Linked DNA regions of Ovis aries: region 2 is linked to region 1. Evidence: chromatin contacts called from public Hi-C data. All regions are on one chromosome and are shown on one strand. The core of a region is the stretch at or near the end of the contact, and the rest is flanking DNA. Distances in the headings are between cores, read along the strand shown. Region 1 holds the start of SFMBT1 (Scm like with four mbt domains 1). Region 2 overlaps STIMATE (STIM activating enhancer).

Region 1 (6,801 bases), core at 2,967-5,466:
AGATTATAGGTAAGAAAAGCACTTTTAAGAGAAAAATCAGAGTTTACAGAAAAATAAATAGCAAAGATGGCATTCACTTTAATGTTTTCTCATTTTGTATCTCTTTAGTTACATCACTCAAAAATTTAACAAATTTAAGTTAAATATCTGATAGTGCAAAAGCTAAGAAATCTAAAAAGAGCCACCAAAAAAAGGAAGGAAGAAAGGAGAAAAAAGGGTGGATCAATAATAACTAAGTGAAGAATTACTTTCTTTGCTAATGATGCTATGAATCTTAGGGCAGCAAATTCAGCTTAGTTTTTGGCCAAGTGTCTGACTTAGTCACAGAAAAACAGAATTATTCAGCAGAATCATCTCACAAAATAAAACCTTTGAACTTTGTGGACTATGCCCTATGCATCCCTACCACAGGACTTAGTTCTCAACTTTCTACGGCCTTGCAGTAAAAAACACAGGCCTTCATGAGAACTAACAAGAATTCAGTTACAACCTCTAACTCCTCTCCTTTAGCAACAGAAATAAGAAAGGATACAAGAATATACTAAAAGGCATTTGGGAAAGATAAGCAAATTGCTGAAGTTCTTGCTTTAGTGGGAAACATAAAAAGCCCAACTTCCTAGGTCTAACACAAAAAGCAAAAACCAAACAAAAATTAAAAACCACCTAACATAATTTTTAGTTATCTTTTGTTTTTGCTTTCACTGCTAGAGTTTTAATGATCTGACAAACCAGGGGAATATCTTGCATATATAAATCAAGTTAATTGCTGTCATTTAAAAGGTTGTTAAAGCTTTATGCCCACATTCTTTAATTCAATGAACTTTAAAAAAATCAATTTTCATTTAATTTTCTCAGCCAATTTTAGGCTTTAAGGAACTGATTCATCTGCTAACACTTAAACCTGATTTGTGGGAAAAGTTCATGATTCATCCTTTAAACCTACTGTCTGCAAATATACCTGCATTCCAACCACGGGAAGTAGCAGATTGATACAGGGCCCATGTCCACAAGGACTCCCAGAACCACAGATCCAAAAGTGCACAGTATTGCCTCAACTAAAAAGAGACCTTCTGACTAAGAGCTCTCCCGGGTCAGAAATTTTAGTCATTTTAAATAGTATAAAAATGTAAAAATTGTTATAAAAAGCATGAGGATCATGGAGAAAATGACCGTGACCATAACTCCAGTTAACAGATGTGTTGTTCTTCAGTTTACTAATATTACCCCCATTCACCCAGAAAAGGGTTGTGTTGTAAAGCAAAACTCACCAGTGGTGACAGAAGTCAGTACAGTGTCACCCTGGGGGAGGGAAAGTGTTAACTGAAAAGGAGAAATGTATAAAGAGCCCTTTGGGAAGCTGAAAATGCTCTATATCTTGATCTGAGTGTAGCTACCAGTGCATATACATATGAAAAAGCCACTGAACTCTATGTACATAAGTTGAGATCTTATTATAAATTAGGCCCCAATAAATAAATGAATAAATAATTTTAAAACATACTAAAATGCATTTGTAACCATCTTTCCAGACAATGTTACATAAAATCATCCAAGATACAACTCTCAAGGTATTTTTTTCTAAATGTATTTTAATAGAGATGCAGGTTGTGAGCACTTCCTTGTAGAACCTTTCAAAGTACAAACCTAAATTTTTTTAATCTTTCACTTTAGAAAGGCACTAAATTTCAGAACTGAAAGGACGCACAATGATCATCTATTCATCCACTAATTTTGCAAAGAAACAAAAACAAATCTGTAAAGAAACTTACCCAAGATAAGGCAGTAGTCAATGACAACAGCAGTAACAGAACTATTTCCTGATCTGGGGCCACTCCCGTTTCCACCAAGCCGTTACTTTTCTGACATTGTAAACAAATCCCAACTCCGAATCTACCTGTGGCCTAGAAAGATTCTACATACCTTAAAATACCAGGCCGACCGACAGGCCCCAAAGTGTACTCAAGAGTACACTCATCTTCCTTCCTCATCTCAAGACAGTCGACAAACGAACAAGTACGTTTTCAGGCATTTTACTTGTGATGCAATCAAGTGTGACATCTTAAAAATGTGGTCCCTGAGAAGACGGCATTGCAGGGATTGATAAAATGTATCTTACTACCTTTCCAATCTTTTTGATGGTTTCTTGGTTCTCAGGACTAAGTAGGGCTCACGAAACCTCGCTCGGGGCAGTCCACCCGCATGGCTTTGAGAGACCCGCTAGGAATATCCCCCACTAAATAAAAAGCCTTCGCAAGGGTGTCCTACCCCACTGCCGGTGTATAACAAGATGAGCAGGTGACCTGTCCTTTACGGTTCAGTTTTAGACCCCAGTGAGCAGCTGACATTTTGTGAAAAACTTAACATACATCCTTTCCGCGGGAATGTATCTCCGTTCTCACAAGGCGTTTCTGCTCCCCACAAAGCAGGCCTGCCTTCTCAGGACACTCGGCTCGCCTCTCCAGTCTCCTTTTCAGGGTCCAAAACGAGACTTTAAGAACAGAAATCGAAACGGTCAAGGACCTCTGGAGCGGCAGGTCCGCCTGGGGTCGGGCAGCGGGTTCCCGGCGAGCCCACGGCCAGCTCGATCGGCGCTGGGGAGGCCCGGCGCACTCCGATACGCTGGCCCGAAGCAACCGGTTGCGGCGGCCGCTAGACGCTCAGCCATCGCGCCGCGGCCGCTTCGGCCCAGCGAAGTTCAGATCGCCGCGCGGGCGGCGCGCCCCCGGGTCCTGCTGCGGGTTCGCGCCCCGGGCCCGGAGCGAGCCCGGGGGGCGGGTCCGCGGGGGCTCGGCGGGCGGGAGCGCGGGACGCGCGGGGAGGGGCGCGCCAAGGGCCCAGCGCGCCGGGGAACTTGGGCGCCCGCAGTACCGCCGCCCGGCCACTTTCCTTTCACGCCCTGGGGTTGCCGCGCGCCGCGCGAGTCCGCCCGGGACTGCCGGCCGCCGCCGCCTCAGCGAGACACCCAGGCGCGCTCCTACCGCCCGGCCGGCCGGCGCGCGGGGCCGCGCGAGGCCGCGCGCGGGCGCCGCGCTTCCCCCCCCCCGCCCCGCCCCCGCCCCCAACGTGCCGCCGCCGCCCGTTGGCGCCTCAGCCCGCGCGCCCGCCGCCCTCCGGCTCCCGGTGGATTTTCGTTGGCAAAGTTGCGCGGCCGCCTCGAGGGGGCCGCCGCGCGGTCCACCGCCCCGGCGCTGCCGCCGCCCCTTCAGGCCGCCGCGCGGGAAGGCCCAGCCGGCGGCCCCGCTTTTTTACCTGCCGGGAGTTTTCGCGCGCGCCCTCGCTCAATCGCTCGCTTTTCCCTTCTCGCGCTCGTTTTCTTTCTTTCTTTCCTTCTTTTCTTCCCCCCGCGCGGAAGCTTTTTCCGCTAGCGCCGCCCGCGCTCGCCCGCTCGCGCCCTCCTTCCTGCTGGGCTCCGCGGAGCGGGGCGGCCGGCAGCTCTCCCCGCCCCCCTCCACCCGCGCTCCGGCGGAGGCGGCGGCGGCGGCGGCGCTCCGCGCTCCGACTCATTCCAATATGGCACGGGCGCAGGGCGCATGCGCCCGCGCCCCCCCCCCTCATTCCGCGCTCCTCCCGGCAGCCCGCGCCCCTCGCGCGGCGCGCGTGGCGCCCCCCTGCCGGGCCTCTCCGAGCTAGCTCGCTTGTCTTCCGGCTCAGCTGGGTCAGTACGGGAGACGAGGCGGCAGCGGACGAGGGTCCTCCGGGACCCCCGCCGGCAGCCGCCCCGGCCCCTCGTGCCCCCAGCCCACAACTTACAGCTGACACCTCGAGGCCGTGGCGCAGAGCTAACTGCTGCGCCCCCCAAATCCGACGGCGTTGCAGGCTGGAGCGGACTGGCCCCGACGGGAAGACGCGCCCAGGGACCCAGCGCCCACCGAGTCCCTGCTCCGACCCACGAGGGAAGGTCTCCTGCGCCTCACCTCGGGTTGAGGATGGAGTCCAGGGAACTTGGTGGCGTCCTGGTGTCGTTTTTGGCGTCCGAGGTGAAGCGCGATGCTGTTGTCCGCACGTGACAGCCTCCGGCAAGATGGCATTAGCGGAGGAACGGACAGAGCGACAACTGGATGCCAGATCGGCGCGTGTCGCCGCGGGAGAGGGCTGCGTCCGTCCGCCAGGCCCACGTCGAGGACCTTCCCGTGAGATCTGGAAAGCACCCAAGTGCCCCCTGTCTGCAAAGTCAGACCCTGGGCCCCCGGCGCACCGGGTGTCTCCCGGCTTCCGCAGGAGGCACCCTGTAAATCCTAGTTTTCCTGTCGCTCGGGGCCCCAGCGAGGGGGCACAAGACGGCTGTCGAATTCCGGCGGGAGAGCAGGGGGCTCCGGGCTGGGACAGAAGGTCGGAGGTGGCTACAAGCCGGCCCCGAAACCCGAGGTGCCGACAGGCGATTGTGTTCCCCGAGCTCGCCCCTTCCCCAGCGAGGGCAGGTGGCAGTGAGACACCCGGATCCCCACCTGCTTTGTAGAGTTCCCTGCAGAAGGGAGTCCCTGCACCACGGAAACCCTGGAGTGCCCGGATTCCCGGGCCCTGGGAGGAGGTCTCTGACAGGGCTCTGATGATTCCTGTCTTTCAGGAAGGAAGAGGCGCCCCCACAGCAAGAAGGAGGTCTGGGGTGCCAAATGCGGCTCAAGTCACTTCCCAATGATCTCAGCCACTGCGCTGGGAAATATTACCCTACTTCACAGACAGTGTTGCTCAAAGTCACGCCACTGGCTAGATTTGAATCTAGATTTTTTTTTTTTCAATGCCACTGAAGAGACAATATGACAACAGGAAGAAACGCAAAAGTAGCAAAGTAGTATCCATAATACTACAAAATGCAACTTTTCAAACATGAAACCTTCCGCCTATATGCAAGTCTTTACATAGTTGCAACCACACATCCTCTTTTGTGTTTGCTACCATCACTGACATTTTTTTTAACATTTTTGTTTTGTTCACATTCATTTTTCATGTGTGCAGTTACCGTCATCCATTCACTCTGTCTCCTAGTATTGCCTATTTTGGTCCCTGATTATTGTTTGCTAATGTATCTCTTAGTTCAGCACTTAGACAAACTCCTGGCAATTGAATAACCAGGTGGAAGGTTAAGGAACAGCAGGATTATCTTAGCCCACAGTGCCACAGAGCTTTCCAAACAGCAGCCCCACTCATTCTGCACCTGCCAAGAACAAGTATAAAGAGTTCAATACACATTTCTAAGTATTGGATGCCATCTTTGCTCCTCTATTTTAGCAGTGTCTACTGGTAGTTCAAGGTTACTTCAGTATTTCTTAGGTGACTTTAAAATGTTTTCCCATGCATTTACTACCTAAATTTCCCTTTCTGTAAATGATCTGTTCACACCCATTTGTCTTTTGGGGACTCGAACCTCTTCTAATTTTGAATAAGAATTTTTTATGTTGCAGATACTACTCTATCATCAGTGATTCAAATATTTCCCAGTCCATTGTTCTTTTTTGTTTTATTCAATCTGCCATTCTGGTCCTTTTTTATTTTATTTTTTCAATTGCTTCAGTGCTGACAAAGTGAGCTTTCTTCCATTCATCTGATAGTCTGCATTCTGCTAGTTTTCTAAAATTTTATTTTTAATTCTTTGGTGGTTATCCATGGCAAGTTTATTTTGCTGTGTGGGAGTAAAATACGGATTTTAAGTAACCACCATCATCACCAGTTCTTCACGCAATCACCATTTATTAAATAATTCTTACCTTATCCTTTGCCTAGTAAAATCTACGTTAATGCTACGCATTTGATTTTGGTTGGTCTATTTCTGAATTCTCCATTTCTTTTCACAGACTTTGGTTTAAGGAAATACCATGTGGAGTTAAATACTGGCTCTTTAAAATACGTTCTCACATCTGGCAGGGCTAGAATCCCCCCTCATAGGGTCTTCTTTCATTCAGACTTATCACTTGATATACAGAATAGTATAAATCCATACACATTCTAGGATCATCATACAGGAATTAAGAGTGCTCACTTTGGAGAGAGGATCATCCAGCTTCAACACTCACCAGAACTGTGACCTTGGCAAGTTGCTTATGATTCCCAGGCCTTAGGGTCTTGGTCTATAAAATGGGAATAAAAGTAACATAAGCTAAATGATGCCTAGCACATAGTGTGTGTGTGTGTGTGTGTGTAACATATAATATGTATGTATATATAACATTCATATATATACTCAGTAAATATCAGCTGTTACTGATATTTGCAAAAAATTGAGATTTTGCATAGGGTTACATTAAACCTATGAATTCATTTGAACAGATCAAATATGTCTTAATATTTCATTTTCCCAACCAGGACATGTGCTATCTTTCCATTTATCCAGATATTTTAAAACTGAGAAGTGAGTTTCCTCATTGACTCCAGCCTCTCTCTGCTGCTCACCTTCATGACCCCTGAAGAACAGGAAGAGCAGAGAGCCACAAGGAACAGCATTTAGGAGTCTGACTTGGGACTTCCCTGGTGGTCTGGTAGTTAAGAGTCCTCCTGCCAATGCAAGGGACACAAGTTCCATCCCTGGCCCGGGAAAAGCGCACATGCCACTGCAGCAGCTGAGCCCCCGCGCCACAAATGCTGAGCCTTCCGCCACTAGATAAAGTCCACAAGCAGCGACAAAGACCCAGGGCAGCCAAAAATGAATAAATGAAATTAAAAAAAAAAAAAAGCCTGGCTTGTGCAGGGCCCTGTGTAGGTGTGGGCATGTGTGCACATACAGGAAATTTTTACTCCTTGCAACATCCCCCAGCATAGGTCGTGGCATTCTCTTAAGGACAAAGAACAAACTGGGAGCGTCCAGATCAC
Region 2 (6,801 bases), core at 1,688-4,187, 150 kb before region 1:
CTATCAAAACTGTTGATGCCCACAATCCCTTAACCTGCGGTGCATGGCCAGGTACATGCTGTACAAGCCTTACTGCAGCATGTGCCGAGATGCATAGGTCTTCACTGTAATACTGCCGTAACAAAACCCCAGGAAGAAGCCAACACCATCAATAAGGGGTCAAGTATATACATCACAGTACAACACAACACCAGGCAGTGGCCAGAAACAAGGTATGTCTGCATGGATTAATACGGAAAGATTAATGAATTATATTAACAAATAACAGAAGAGTATGCCTACCATGATTCTGTTCAGATCCATGTTTTAAAAATATACATTTATGCCGACATTACACATGGGTTGTTTTTTTCCCCTAGGGTTAATGTTAAGTGACTGTTAACAAGGGCTCCCTTTGATGAAAGGAATTGTGGATCAGGGAGTAGACTTTTTATATCATTCTGAATGGCTTAACACTCTTCCATGTTCATAATGCTTTTATTAAAAAAAAAGACAACCCTATCACGGACTTGTACTAATGCAGCAAAATGGGGAAAAGTGATGTGACTCATAGCTGGGTTCTGCGACAAGAAAGGGAGAGGAAGAGTGTGTGCAGGCCATCCATGCCTAGGAACAGTCTCACCCAGGAGCGCCCTCAGCGGGACGCAGAGTACATTCAGATTCTCCTGCTTTCTCCCTCTCCCTCTCCACCCCATTTCCCTAGAATATATGTATAAAATACATGTATACAATACATGAATACAATATAAAATACATGTATTTTAGACTCTGATATATTTAAGTGAATGAAGAAACATTAAGAAAGCTACCCCAGATCTAATTTGGACAAGAACAGAAGAACCCGTTCACCCATCCCTGTTTTATTGAGGGGCCTGCCGTGTGAGAGGGTCCGTTTGGCAGGAGATGAAATGAATAAAAATTTCCATCTTCCTTACACTCTAGTGGGGAGAGAGGAGTAAACACACAGCATGTCAGATAGCAACAGTAGAGGAGAGCAGGAAAGAAGCAAAGGGGCCTCGGAAGCGGGTGTGCAGGGGCAGCTGAGGAGGCCCGGCAGGTGAGCATCGCTCTCTGAGAATCACCCATGTCTGCGAAAGAGTCATCAGACAGAGGGCTGAGGCCAGGGACTGAGGGAAGTACGGGACACGAGGTCAGGTCTCCCAGGGTGAAGGCTCCCCTCTGCCCACAGTGACCAGGGGGCAGGAGCAGGGCAGCATGGCTGTGGCCCACAGTTCAACAGGCTCAGCCCCTGCTGTGCTGTGCTGAGCAGCAAGAGCAGGCAAAGACCACTATGAGAACCCAGAATGAGGCAGTGGTGTCGTGGCCTGCTGGTAGCAAGAGAGGACGAGAGGAGGTGGGCTCCCGGCTGTTTATCCTCAACACTGAGCCAACAGGGTGTGGGGGGGCGGGTGGTATGAGAGGAAGAAAACAGTCCAGGATGACTCCAGGGCTGGGAACTGACATGGTTCCACTGCACTTCTGGCTTCGGTGTTACGGTGGTGAGAAATGGAAAACTGGGGAGACACACTTCTCTACAGGCAAGAGACAAAGAACTGTCCCCGAGTCCCTGATGGACGGTGAGAAAGGTAACCAGTCTCATGGACACAGACGTGCTCCCCACAGAGGTCTGGCAGCTGCCCCCTCAGAAGCTCCACAGAGTTTCTCAGGCACAGCCCTGGGACAATCCATCTTTTCTCAATTCCTAGTGCTCCTGCAGGATGGAGAGAACTCAGAGGGAGCAAGAAGCCAAAGCAGCATGCAATCCATCCTTTCCAGCGTATCCACCAATATCCCCTGACGCTGGAGGGCTAGTGGAGGGGAAGCAGGCAAACATTAAGGGTAGGTCAGGCGCCTGATAAGAAGTGACACTGGAGTTGGAACCCAAGGTTGACAGAGCAGCACCTAACAGAGACCTTCGTGCGACAAAGAAGAGGAGAGTGAGGATGTGGAGAGTGGTGACAGACAAGGGGGCCATCAGGACACGGAGCCCTCACGGGCTCCCAAGCAGGCTCTCTTGCCTTCAAGCACACATATCCTGAAGACAGGCATGGGACCCCATTTCCAGAAAAGCAGTAGGGGCCAAGAGCCAGAGAGATGGGTTGTGAGTCCTGTCTCTGCTACCAGTCATGTGACTTTATGTAAAAGGAAAAAGTAGAAGGGGGGCTGCTATGATCCAGGTTGACCCTCAATATCTGTGAATGTGACCTTACTTGGAAAAAGGGTCTTTGCAACCATAATTAACTTAAAGATCTTGCGAAGAGATAATCCTGGATTATGCAGGGGGCCCTAAATCTGATTATAAGTACTCTTATGACAGAGGAGAAGACGGTCTTGTGAAGACAGGAGCCTGGAAACTTCGGAAGCCACCAGAAGTGGAAGAGGCAAGGATTCTCCCCTAGAGGGGGTTGTGGTCCTGCCAACACATTGATTCTGGACTTTGGGCTTCTAGGACTGTGAGCGAATAAGTTTCTGTTATGTTAAGCCAAGAAGTTTGTGATTATTTGTTATGGCATTCTTAGAAAAATAATAAAGCAATTTTTAAACTTTTTCTCTTTCTTTTTTTGGCCACGCTGCATGGCTTGTCAGATCTTAGTTCCCCAATCAGGGATTGAACCTGGGCCTTGGCAGTGAAAGAGTGGAATTCCCTTTACTTCTTAAAAAAAAAAATTCAGATTTCAAAACACTCCCTTCCAACTGAAATCCCACTCTGTCTCCCTTCTCAGGGCCAATCCCTGTCACCTGGGTGCTAGGTGAGTAGAAGATGGACAAGTATCTCTGTAAAGAGAGAGACAGATGGTCTCAGACTTTGTAGAGTCAGGCCCTCACTGCGGTCATTGACAGAGCCCTGGAGCTTCAGCTACTGTGCACGTGGCCCCATCTCTTAGACGGGAAGTGACGTGGTACCCCTGGCGTGGCTGTGTCATCTCTGAGTCATTCTACAAGCACCACTGCAGCCAATGTCCAGGCCATGCGCTGTCTCTGCCTGTGTGGGTTCACTGTGTGCGTCAAAGCTTATGTACAACTGACTCTGTCATACTGCCCTCCAGAGAGGCTACAGCAACTCATACAAGTGCCCATTTCCTCACAGCCCTGCCTGCATTGTGTATTATGAGACTTTTTGCTTTGACAGTGTGGTCACTGGAAGCATGGCTGCAGAGGGTACTCATCAGGGCACATGGGCTCCCAGGCATGCTCAAGTGGGGCTGGCAAGACTCCCACCTGCCCTCCTCTCTGCCCACCTGCTCTGAGCTTCAGCTCACACCCTCCCCTGGGAGGACCAGGGCACAGTTGGTCATGCTTCAGAAGTCTCATGCTTTTGCTGCCACACAACTGGACGGCAGCAGGGGGGAGTGGATGCTGCGTTTCACACAGGCAGCCTCGCCGCTGCTCATGTAATGCTGCCACGTGGTTTTGCACACAGCTTTGAGTCAGCACCTAGAGGACAGGGGCTAGGCACCCCCTTTCCCCACCCTCCTTGGAGCCTTGCCCAGCTGATACTCCAAGCACTCACTGAGCGGAGGAAGAGCTAGGATTCTATACAGGGTGTTTCAGGTCACAAGAAGACATATCAGGTGGCACTAAAAGTCAAACCACAAGAATTGGAAGGGAAATAATTTCCACAGAGCAGCTGCAGTTCTACTTAGAAACCAAGTAGTAAAAAGTGGAACCGTTTTGAAATTAAACCACACAATTTAAGAGAGATGTGTGGTCCAAGCCGGCGCAGCCTGAGTGAAGGAGAGTGAGAGGCGTGTAAGGGGCAGTAAGAGGCTCCTGACTGCCAGGGGAACAGAAAGCAGGGTTCGAGGCTGAACGACGATGGGGCAACCTGGGCTTCTGTAGACATGGTTCCCAGGAGGTGGCATTCCCCTGTGCCCCTCTTTATCTCATGGTATTTCCCAAACCAGCACGATGAGGGTATAAAATCACCCCTTGCTGTGAACACAGTACAGAAAGAGGCTCATGAATGGGGCAGCTTTCTTGGCAGAGAGCTTCTCTTGGCCAGGAAAATCCACTGAGGCAATTCAATTACAAAATAAAACATGTGGAATGTGTGTATTTTTATGACTGAAATCATACTCATAAAGCTGGAAGGTGATCGCACACTACACAGTGACCACTGGAGGGTCTTGCATTTCACAAAGTGATACAACAGAAGACATCCTGGGCAGTGCCATGTCACAGGCTACGGAAATCAGAGTCACAGGCTCTTCACTGGGACCACAAAATCACCGGTCCCTATGTGAGACCCTGGGTCTCTGTGAGCAGGCTTCTCTACCCTCTGGGGTGGGGGAGCTCCAGAGACAGTGAGCTCATGCTTTCTTGTTCTTTCCTGGGGGCAAACACTCTCCTTCCAGTGACCTGAAGCCAGGAAAAATAATCCATAATTTTGGAGCCTTCTACCCAATGACAGGCTGCTGACCAGGATGACATCTCTGATGGCCTCATTTCTCAAACTGTACCATGGCCTAGGGCCTCATGCGACACAGGCTTCCTGTCAAAGGTAACTGACTGTTTACTGGGACAAACACAAGCAGCCCCATTCCCAATTCCATAGCAAGCCCTGCAAGCAAAGCAGCCCCACCAGTGCCAGCTGGGGATTGCTGAATAAACTAGGCAGTTTGAACTCTGAGTCACAGCCAGAAGGGTCCTGGTGGGTCCTGGTGAGGAAAATGGTGGGGGGAAGAGGTGATGTGTCCCAGATCACCAGGTCCTTAGCAGTGGAGCCAGGGTGAAATACAAGCCACCTGAGATAGGTGGCTCTTTCAGTAACCTCAAACCACACTGCTGGTTCTAAGTGCCCAGGACCCCAATCCCAAAGGACAGAAACTCCTGGGGTTGGGGGTGAGTAAATCCACCCTCACCAGCAGTCAAGGAAGAGCCCAGAAGTGTGTTTGCACTTTCTCTAAATTATAAATTATCACCCCAACAGCTGAGCCTCTTTAACACCCGTTAGTGGTGTGAAAACCCCAAATGTACTCAGTGTCTTCTGGGCAGGGAGAAAATTCCAGGAAGACTCTGAGGAAGTCTGCTGTTTACCAACCCCCACCCCAACCCTCCTGGACCCTCTCTTTCTAAGGAAATCCCTTTGCTAGCATGTAGACTGCGTTATCAGCCTCCCCTGCAGCTGGGTGTGGCTGACTGACCAAGTGCTAGCCTAGGACAGTTTAGTGGAGATGATGGAATTCCAGCTGAGCTATTTCAAATCCTAAAAGATGATGCTGTGAAAGTGCTACACTTTATATGCCAGCAAATTTGGAAAACTCAGCAGTGGCCACAGGCCTGGAAAAGGTCAGTTTTCATTCCAATCCCAAATACTGCTACTACTAAGTCACTTTAGTCGTGTCCGACTCTGTGCGACCCCATAGATGGCAGCCCACCAGGCTCCCTCGTCCCTGGGATTCTCCAGGCAAGAACACTGGAGTGGGTTGCCATTTCCTTCTCCAATGCATGAAAGTGAAAAGTGAAAGGGAAGTCACTCAGTCGTATCCGACTCTTAGCGACCCCATGGACTGCAGCCTACCAGGCTCCTTCGTTCATAGGATTTTCCAGGCAAGAGTACTGGAATGGGGTGCCATTGCCTTCTCCAATCTCAAATAAAACAATGCCAAAGAATGCTCAAACTACTACACAATTGCACATGCTAGCAAAGTAATGCTCAAAATTCTCCAAGCTAGGCTTCAACAGTATGTGAACCGTGAACTTCCAGATGTTCAAGCTGGTTTTAGAAAAGGCAGAGGAACCAGAGATCAAATTGCCAACATCCGCTGGATCATCGAAAAAGCAAGAGAGATTTAGAAAAACATCTATTTCTGCTTTATTGACTATGCCAAAGCCTTTGACTGTGTGGATCACAACAAACTGTGGAAAATTCTGAAAGAGATGGGAATACCAGACCACCTGACCTGCCTCTTGAGAAATCTGTATGCAGGTCAGGAAGCAACAGTTAGAACTGGACACGGAACAACAGACTGGTTCCAAATAGGAAAAGGAGTACGTCCAGGCTGTATATTGTCACCCTGCTTATTTAACTTATATGCAGAGTACATCATGAGAAACACTAGGCTGGAAGAAGTACAAGCTGGAATCAAGATTGCCGGGAGAAATATCAATAACCTCAGATATGCAGATGATACCACCCTTATGGCAGAAAGTGAAGAACTAAAGAGCTTCTTGATGAAAGTGAAAGAGGAGAGTGAAAAAGTTAGCTTAAAGCTCAACATTCAGAAAACAAAGATCATGGCATCTGGTCCCATCACTTCATGGGAAATAGATGGGGAAACAGTGGAAACAGTGACTATTTTGGGGGGCTCCAAAATCACTGCAGATGGTGACTGCAGCCATGAAATTAAAAGACGCTTACTCCTTGGAAGAAAAACTATAACAAACCGAGACAGCATATTAAAAAGCAGAGACATTACTTTGCCAACAAAGGTCTGTCTAGTCAAGGCTATGGTTTTTCCAGTGGTCATGTATGGATGTGAGAGTTGGACTATAAAGAAAGCTGAGCGCTGCAGAATTGATGCTTTTGAACTGTGGTGTTGGAGGAGACTCTTGAGAGTCCCTTGGACTAAAAGGAGATCCATCCAGTCCATCCGAAAGGAAATCAGTCCTGAATATTCATTGGAAGGACTGATGCTGAAGCTAAAACTCCAATACTTTGGCCACCTGATGTGAAGAACTGACTCATTTGAAAAGACCCTGATGCTGGGAAAGATTGAAGGTAGGAGAAGAAGGGGATGACAGAGGATGAGATGGTTGGTTGGCATCATTGACCCAATGCACATGAGTTTGGGTAAACTT

The links. Hi-C and Micro-C count contacts between places; a contact is called where the count stands out from the background.
Region 2: a Hi-C map of mixed tissues shows a contact between it and region 1, with 4 times the contacts expected there. The contact joins the enhancer-like site here to the promoter of SFMBT1 in region 1. A contact is called at or near these places in 5 of 16 Hi-C or Micro-C datasets (mixed tissues, muscle, skin fibroblasts and 1 more).

Annotation. Positions count from the first base shown.
Region 1 is chr19:47,968,572-47,975,372 of ARS-UI_Ramb_v3.0, reverse strand. SFMBT1 (Scm like with four mbt domains 1) reads right to left here and starts at 4,216. Exons shown (of 20, transcript XM_060402481.1): 1 at 3,915-4,216.
Region 2 is chr19:48,116,882-48,123,682 of ARS-UI_Ramb_v3.0, reverse strand. All of the region lies in intron 1 of STIMATE (STIM activating enhancer), which reads right to left. Among named protein-coding and RNA genes, the nearest start is that of MUSTN1, 25 kb to the left of the region's middle. Within about 2 kb of position 2,937, at least 3 of the 54 cell types and tissues checked have an H3K27ac peak or open chromatin away from gene starts, as enhancers often do.